3 separate regions of the Pan troglodytes genome follow, and regions 2 and 3 are each linked to region 1. The links are chromatin contacts, called in public HiChIP or PLAC-seq maps. All regions are on one chromosome and are shown on one strand. Each heading gives the region's core, a stretch centred on a gene start, on an enhancer-like site or on the middle of the called end of the contact. The rest is flanking DNA. Distances are from core to core; before and after follow the strand shown.

Region 1 (2,642 bases), core at 99-2,598:
GTGAATGAGGTAGAGTGATGGTACGGACAAGCGTCCTGGTGACATCTGTACTCATCTAGAGACAACTCTAACACACGAAAGATTGTGTGTGTGTGATCATACAACTTTCCCCATTTAAAAAAAGTTCATCTTTGCCAATTTTGTTCTAATTATTAATTTAAAAAAAGACTTGTTTGTTTCAGAGACAAACTCTATTGAAATAGGGGAGGATAGGAGGCAACAAGCCTGGAGGAGGAAGATCCCAGGTGGAAGAGCAGGGCGGAACCCAAGTCTGCTCTCATCCCTAGGTGCTCATCCACGTGCAGCTTGGCTGGTAGTGACTCTAATTCAACAGCAATCAAACACAGGTTAAAACAACTTACTGAAGTAATAGATGAATAAGAAATATAAAATTTACCAAAACCCAATTTCCTCCTACACACCACACACACTTTGTTTAAAATAAGTATGCTGTTCTCCCTACTTCGCCCCCATCCCTAGTCTACCCTAAGCAACTTCGTTACCTCTCTACGAACCCATCAGAGCGCTTAGCTATCAGATCAATTAGGGCACATTTAACCTTATATACTATGCAATAATTACAGTTTCTAGGTATGTGAAGTAGGCTGATGGGGTTTTGTGTCGTCAAAGTTTTGGAAAGACCAGAATTCTAAAGTATGCATTTAAAAGAAAGGGCTGGGTGGAGCACGTAGGGTATGTGTGTGTCGCCGCAGTTCCCTTGGTTTCAAGCGGAGGGATTTTAGGTAAAGCAAAGGGAAAGTGTGACGGAAAGGATTGCTGTGCTAAATGGGAGCAGCAAATGCCAGTACCGATGCCTTTGGGCATTTAGATCCAAAGCCTGCCTTTCTCGTTCTTCAGTTCCCTGGGGAGGCCTGTTGTGGGTGGGGAGGTGTCTTCCTTCTATTATTCCAGTCTCCCTAAGAACTTCGTAGACAGTTGAGCAATACTTTCTAAGGGCTGGTCGGAGTCAGGAAAGTCAGGTAAGGCGCCTCACGTGCACCTCAACGCGTCGCGGGAGCGCGTCCCGACCTCACACATGGACAAGCTCCGCCCGCGGCCGGCCTGGGTGGGTGTGGCCTCCGCCAAAGGCCCCGCCCCTAGAGCGCGTCGCCAGGGGTGCGAGGGGCGGGGCGAGGGAACTGGCAAGAAAGGGCGGGGAGCGAGGGGTGTGGGTGTGCTCGTGCCCGCGCGCTCGCGCCCGGAGTGTGGACGGGGGCGCGCCCGTGCGCGCGCAGGGGAGAGGCCAGCCCAGGCAGCCGTTGTCGGGTTCGACTGGAGGGGCGGGGGAGTCACCTGCGAGCGGCTGTGCTGGCGGCCAGCCCGCCCACCGCGTCTGGATCGCGCCGGCTGCGCGGGGCTGCGGACAGCACACACCCTGGAAGGCCCCGGCGGGGAACGGGCAGAGTCCGCGCCCTGCGTCCGCGACCAGGAGGATCGGACCTTCGCCTTCGCTGCCGCCGCCGCCGCCGCCGCCCGCGGCCGTCGGGGTAGGTGAAGCCCGGGTGGGTGGTCCGCCGGCTCCTGACGGGCCGGGAGGGGAGACGCGAAACTTTCCGGGCGCTTCCTCCCGCGGTCCCGGAGCCGTCGCAGCGCCGGGAGGTGTCGTCGTCGCGGGCGGTGGCGGCCGACGCCATGTTGGGGTCTGTGAGAAACGGGGCGCTCCCGGCCGCTCCCCTCGCGCCGGGGCCGGCCCGCGGGCCAGTTGCCGCCGCCGTCCCGCCAGCCCGGGAGCGAGCCGCGCCCGCCCGTAGGACGCCGCCGCCGCCGCGGGGGAACGGGGGCCGCCGGGTAGGGTCCGGTCCACGGGTCTGCGGGGCGGGGGCCGGCGGACGCGGGAAGGAGCCCCGAGGCCGGGTGAGAAGTTGTGGGGCCTGAGGACGGGGGTCCTGGACACGGCCGGGGGCGTCTCAGGGTCGCGACAAATTTCTGGCCGAAAAGTTTGCAGGGTCTGCGTGTCGGGGACCTTATGACCTGAACTACATATTTGTATGTCACTTGGGAGACAAAAATGGCCCCGCAGAACTTGCTCTGATAGAAGCGATGGTTTATTTATTTGGAGCCTTTTCAAGTTTTATGATCCTTTGCCGAATTTATTTTTCTTTTTAAAAACGTGATTGAAGGCCGAGAGCGCGCTGCCGGTGTTGCTTGAATAGCCTTGTGTGCTCTCCGTACATTCCAGCAATAACTTGAGTGTGCGGTGGAAGTGGGTATGAAGGTTACAGACACCTAAGCCCTCCTCGGTAATTCATAGACTCACAAAACGCGTTGTTGATAAATGCCTTCTTTGTCGTGTTGTGTAGTACGTTGCTGAAGAGACTCATTAAAGAAAGATTTAGACACAAACTTTGAGAGTCTTAAAGGCATGTGTTCTCTTAAGAATAAGAAGTGATCTTGACAGTTTGAAGTTTTTTTCCCCTCCCTTTAGTTTCTTAAGGGTGAATGCCTACCGCGTTTTGAGCATTTACTTTTTTTTAATACTCTGGCAGCTCGTGGGGTCTTCACGTTAATTCAGTATTAACGAAGGCTTCATTATAATCCCTTTGGGTCCCGACCACACGGGGGATGAATGGTATTAAGCTATTTATTTGGAAAGCACACGTAATCGGCCTCTAAATAAAACTAGTATAGTGACTAAGCTTCAG
Region 2 (2,642 bases), core at 44-2,543, 240 kb before region 1:
TTTTCCTCTTCTTGGCCTGGATTATCTGGGCTTCTTGGGGGGATTCCGTCTGGCTGGGCTGGGGCTGCTGCTTAGCTTGTAAACGGCTACTGTAGTGAATTTTTAAAAAGGAAGTGTAATTAGTAAGTTAAAGGCAGCAACTAATTTGAAACATGTCTCTAAGACAGATAATGTTACCTTCGTCTTGACATTCTCTTCTTTCAGGTGTATAAAACCTCTGAAGGAGGGAGAGGAAAAGCCGCAGTCAAGTACATTGTCATTCACATTCTCCAAGTGCCAGTAAGACGCTGATTCGGAGGTGAAAGCTCAGTCCCTCCGAAGGGGGCCTGGGCCCTGTGACCCTGCCATCTTCTGTGCTATGTTAGCTAGCTCATGGTAATTCATTTTGGATACAAGCCTGCATTTCCTCAACTGAATGTACAGCTGGAACGCGAGTGTCCAAAAATTTACCAAGCACTCCTGACACCTTGAACGCGCAGGGAGGCACATCTTCCTCAAACGGGTTTTTCTGGGTCCTCCACCCTCTCCCCCGTACACCGGGAGTGGGGCTTGGGCAGCGCCCCCACGTCCCGCCTCCCTCCTGGACCAGCGGGGAGAGGGGGTTGTGGAGGCGAAATGCTGTGGAGAAGCCGGTTCCGCGCCAATTTGGAGAGCGGCGGTGGCGGGGAAGCAGGGGGCGGAGGAACCAAGACTGGTGTCACGGCCTCCAGTCTCCTTTCCCTCCTTCCCGGCCCCGCCGCCCTACCGCCGCTCGGAGGGGCGCCGGGACCCCAACTCCAGATGGGAAGCGGAGGGCGTGGGGGAGGGCAGGAAAAGGAGCTAAAGAAAGGGGAGACTGGGCTGGCTGGGAACTTTTCTCCCCATGGAGGGGACCCGGCCTCCCATCCTCTCTCCCACGGGATAGCTCCCCAAATGAGGGTGGGATAGAGAAGCCCCTAGAATGAGGGGCGGCTCTCCATGCCCAGCCGCTTCCCGGTCCCCTGCCAAGGTTCCTGACAGGGACGGAACGCGGGAACCCATGACCCCCAGTCGTCTAGTTCTCAGCCCTCCCGATTTTCCTCCCTGAGGCTCCCGCCTGTGGTAAGTGATCGGCCCAACTGGGCTTTCTTTCCTCCCGCATCCCCCCTACGCGCAGCAACTCCTCACCGCCAGACCAGCTACCGCTCGGCTCAGCTGGCGCCGGCGCCAACCCAATATATAGGCCGGGCCGGTCCCGCCCCGCACGCATGCGCCTCAGACTGACACCTCCGGACAGCGCGCTCCCCTCTCCCGCCCGTCCTCCCGCGCGCCCGCGCGCCGCGCCCTGCTCTCAGTGCGCGCCCGCCACCCGGAGCGGCCGTGGGGTCCACTCTACCGGGCCTTCTGCCCGCGTCCACCGCGCTCCACGGCGCGGCCGGCGGCGGTAGGGAAACTCTCAGGGGCTCCTTCTCCGCGGCTGGTCTCCCCGCCGCCTGGCTCGCGCATCTCCCGCCAGTTTGCTTTTGCTCCCTCCCACTGCAACTCCTGGATTTCGGGGGTGTCAGCCTGCGGCTCAGCCCGGGCGCATAACAGGGGGACACGACTCGGGTGACCATAGGGTGGCTGGGAAGTGACCGTCCAGGGGCGCGTCCTAGCTGTCCCGCCAAGGCCTCAGGGAACCCAGGTCTTTCCTGAGCGACGCGGGGACCCGAGGGCCCGCCCTTCGGGGAGGAGCAAAGCGTTGGCTGAAGAGCTGGCCAATGGGAGGCACGGGCGGCAGCACAACGTGGAGTGGCTGCAGAATGTAAACACCACTCAGCCACGCGCCTGGCCAAGTGCGGCTCTGCTCTCCCCAGTCTCGGTCCGCGACCACCCGGAGCCCGCTCCGCCGGCCTTGCGCTGCGCGCCCAGGGAAGGCATTTCCAGCCCGCCCATCCAGGTATGTATCAACCCTGTTTTCCGGCTCCCTGCTCCCCCTACCGGGTTTCCCTCCCCATGAGTCGGTCGCTCCCCCAGCCCGCCGCCCTGTCCCTGCAGTGGCCTCCAGCTGCCACCCCGCAGTCCCCGCGCAGGAAACGCTCGCGCCACGCCGCGTCCTCCCTTGCTTCCTCTCTTCCCCACCTCCAATTCCGGGATCCCAGAGGGTAAAACCCCTCTCCGGAGCGGGGCCCGGGAACGGCATTCCTCCTCCCCCTGAGCGCGGTGGTCCCCGGGGACCTGGCCGGGTGGGAAGAACGATCGCCACCACGTGCAGGCCCCGGGCCCGCCTGCCGCGCCCCGCCCCGCCGCCGCCAGCGCGCCCTGCGGAGCCCGCGCGAGCCGGCAGCGCGGGAGGGCGCCGTTCGCGCCCGAGCGCTATTGGGAGGAGGGGGGCCCGACGCTCTTCCTTTACCCTTCCCCGGGTGTTTAAACTTAGGGGTCCCTTCGCTGCCTCTATGAATGCCCCCACAACTGGCGCACCCCAAAACTGCACATCGTCAAATCAGACTTGCGGCGGGTATTCCGCAAACAGGTTTTGCGGCGGGAGCAGCGAGGCGGGGAACAGCTCCGGGAACAAAGATCCCCTGGGTGGAGGAGCAGTGCGAAGGCGTCTCGGAACCCGCGGTAGCTCGGGCGGGCCGCGTCTGCCCAGGCCCTGAGCGAGCAGGACGGCGAGCGGGCCGCGCCGGGGAGACGGAGCCGCG
Region 3 (2,642 bases), core at 91-2,590, 180 kb before region 1:
TCACGGAGCCAGGCCCCACCTGCTGTAGAAACCGCCACCGAGAGCCGGCCGGGCTTGCTGCACGCTCTGGATTCCGCCTGCCTATAGGCGAGGCACAAGGGACTGCGAGACCAGGCCTGAAGGCAGAGAGGTCAGCAGGCTCGGGGGCCTCTGCTCCAGCGGACAACAAGCGCACCGGGCGGGAACGGCCGTCTCCCCAGGCGCTGCAGCCTAGCTCTCATGTGACCCACGGAACTTAGCCCCTCTGTTCTGTTTGCATACCTGCAAATTGTGGGCATTCACGCCGGGACTGCCAACTCACCAGGTTATTTATAGTGACAAGAGAGTGAGACAGTGGGCTTGAAAGTGTTTTCCAGACCAAGGCTCTGTGCCACATATAGGTGGATTAACTGGCAAAGGCAGGTGAGTAACGTTGATGCCTATCAGCTCTCATGTGGATACTGTTTGGACTGGGATGTAGTTATTTGACCTGGGGTGAACTGTATAGCAACCCTGGAGGGATGCCTATCACACATTACAGTATCTGAAAGACACTCACATTCTGACCCTCACAATGTAGTCAGTCCATTTCCAACAATGCTGGTTTTAAAGGATGTAAATTGCAGTGCAGGGAGTTGTCAGACACCAAGGAGTAATGATCAAAATATGATGATCATTGGACCTTATCTTGGGAGAAAGAGCTAAAACTGTGTTCTAGATAGTCTCACAGACTTGAACATGCTTTGGATTCTAGGTTTTTGCAAATCAGGCTTGTTCTAATATTTTCTCCCACATGCTATGGTAGGAGCCCGATGATCTCTTGTTTCTCCCTAGGAATCCATTGAAGGGGCCATCTCCACATTCAGAACCAAGGTATGATGACAATTACAAGGGGCTAATTTTTAAAAAGAAAAAGGCCTACCTTTTTCCAGTTTGATAAGGTTTATCATGGTTAAAGCAACATGTGAAATCATCATCTTGTTATGATAGAAAAATTCAATATGAAGTAGATCATTTTTCCAAAGATGACCACAACAGTATCTCCATCATGAAGTGGGTGTATTTTTCTTCCCTTTGAATCTGGGCTGACCCTGTGATTGCTCTGACCATAGAATGTGGCAGAAAGAATGTTCTAGGACTTCCAAGCCTCGTCATTAAGCAAAAGCATTAAGCAAACCCCACAGCTTCTGCTTTGTACTCTGGAAAATGCCAGCCACCCATGAGGAGAGACCACCCTGCTAGCCACAGGGAGAGGCTATGTGAAAAGAAAGAGATGCCTGGCCAGCTCTAGCTCTTCAGCTCATCCCAGCTGAGCTACCAGACACATGAGTGGGAAAGCCCTTAGGAAGTTCCAGCTCCAGCAGACACCATACTGAACAGAGGAGAGATAAGCCATCCCCACGGAGCACTGCCAAAATGACGGCATTGTGAACAAATAAATGATCATTGTTTTAAGGCACTAAATGTTGGGGTAGTTTTTGAAGCAGCAATAACCAAAACACAAAGCTAACAGAAATGCCCATCACAGATCAGTGACTCTAAACTCTACCAAATAGTGTTTGTGATGAAAACATCTTATCTCAGGAGTCACTTGCTTTCTGTTTACTCTCTTGCTGATTTATAATCTTCCCACCTGGTGCTTGTTTATTCCCAGTGGTGCACCAAGGAGGGAGTGCCTCAGGGCAGCATAGGTGAAGTCTGTCCCTAGGAGGGAGGAGTACTTTACCACGACATTGTTTGGAACTGTTGGAGCATAATAATAAAAAGCAAACTGACTTTTAGTCAATTTTATTTTAAAATTATTTGCAGACACACAAATTTACTGTGTACTGCCTGTACCTGGGGTGGATCACTCCCACTGCCTCCCTTCCTGGTATGCCACTGGTTTACATAAATGCATGCAGTGAAACTCAGGAGTAATGTCATCTCCGTAGCGTAGAGCTGTCTGAACACAACCAAACTGTCAAATTACACAAATGCAAGCAAGCTTTTCATCTGTTCACTGACAAAGACCCAGCCAGGTTCCCTGCCTGGGCAGATCCAGTGAATCCAACCATCCTTTAATTCACAGAATAATTCTTAGCGTGTTGCTATAGTACCCACTTCCAGGCTGACCCCCTGCTGTGGGGGTGACCCTTTCCCCATCTGTCAGAGTCCTCCTGTCTGTTTTCCGTGGAGCTCAATACGCTCCCTTATCTACCCTAACAAAAGGGATTCAACCTCAAGTTTTGTTTGGAAGACTCACAGTGCAGGACCACATTCACACCAACAAACAGATACAATGCAACTAATGCCTCTGCCTCCTGCTTATGAAAGCAGGCTGTGGCCATAACCCTGCCAGTTGCATCAAGGCTGCTAAAGAATATTGTTTCCTACCAACCCATAGGATGGCTACTTGGGGCAGCCTCAGAACACAAAGCAACAAGTTGTTCGGTCTGTACTGAGGAGAATGGCAAAGTGAAGTCCACTTAGGTCGTTTTCTATCTACCCATCAACAGTTAGGATCTGCTGGGCTTCTACCATGGACACAGCATGTTGCCAAGTGTCTGGGAAAGACAAGAATTTTTTAAAATTGCATTTTAGATAAACAATCACTTAGCATTCCAGTGACATCTATTGTCTTAAGGGAAGAAAGGGTCTGTCTGGGTCTCCAGAAAGCCTGG

What was found. HiChIP or PLAC-seq counts read pairs in DNA pulled down with a chosen protein or histone mark.
Region 2: a contact with region 1 is called in an H3K4me3 HiChIP or PLAC-seq map of stem cell-derived excitatory neurons, with 2.1 times the contacts expected there. The contact joins the promoter of NDUFAF6 here to the promoter of PLEKHF2 in region 1. A contact is called at or near these places in 1 of 7 Hi-C or Micro-C datasets (stem cell-derived neural progenitor cells) and 1 of 1 datasets of contacts at active chromatin or transcription factors (stem cell-derived excitatory neurons).
Region 3: a contact with region 1 is called in an H3K4me3 HiChIP or PLAC-seq map of stem cell-derived excitatory neurons, with 2.4 times the contacts expected there. The contact joins the promoter of TP53INP1 here to the promoter of PLEKHF2 in region 1. A contact is called at or near these places in 1 of 7 Hi-C or Micro-C datasets (stem cell-derived neural progenitor cells) and 1 of 1 datasets of contacts at active chromatin or transcription factors (stem cell-derived excitatory neurons).

Annotation. Positions count from the first base shown.
Region 1 is chr7:105,341,791-105,344,432 of NHGRI_mPanTro3-v2.0_pri, forward strand. It overlaps PLEKHF2 (pleckstrin homology and FYVE domain containing 2), which reads left to right and starts at 1,349. Exons shown (of 2, transcript XM_016959701.3): 1 at 1,349-1,487.
Region 2 is chr7:105,105,896-105,108,537 of NHGRI_mPanTro3-v2.0_pri, forward strand. It overlaps NDUFAF6 (NADH:ubiquinone oxidoreductase complex assembly factor 6), which reads left to right and starts at 1,294. Exons shown (of 13, transcript XM_063816425.1): 1 at 1,294-1,897. It overlaps CCNE2 (cyclin E2), which reads right to left. Exons shown (of 12, transcript XM_016959698.4): 1 at 2,419-2,642; 2 at 178-217; 3 at 1-89. The coding sequence starts at 191.
Region 3 is chr7:105,160,952-105,163,593 of NHGRI_mPanTro3-v2.0_pri, forward strand. It overlaps TP53INP1 (tumor protein p53 inducible nuclear protein 1), which reads right to left and starts at 1,341. Exons shown (of 6, transcript XM_063816438.1): 1 at 902-1,341. The region is part of intron 1 of NDUFAF6 (NADH:ubiquinone oxidoreductase complex assembly factor 6); the gene reads left to right.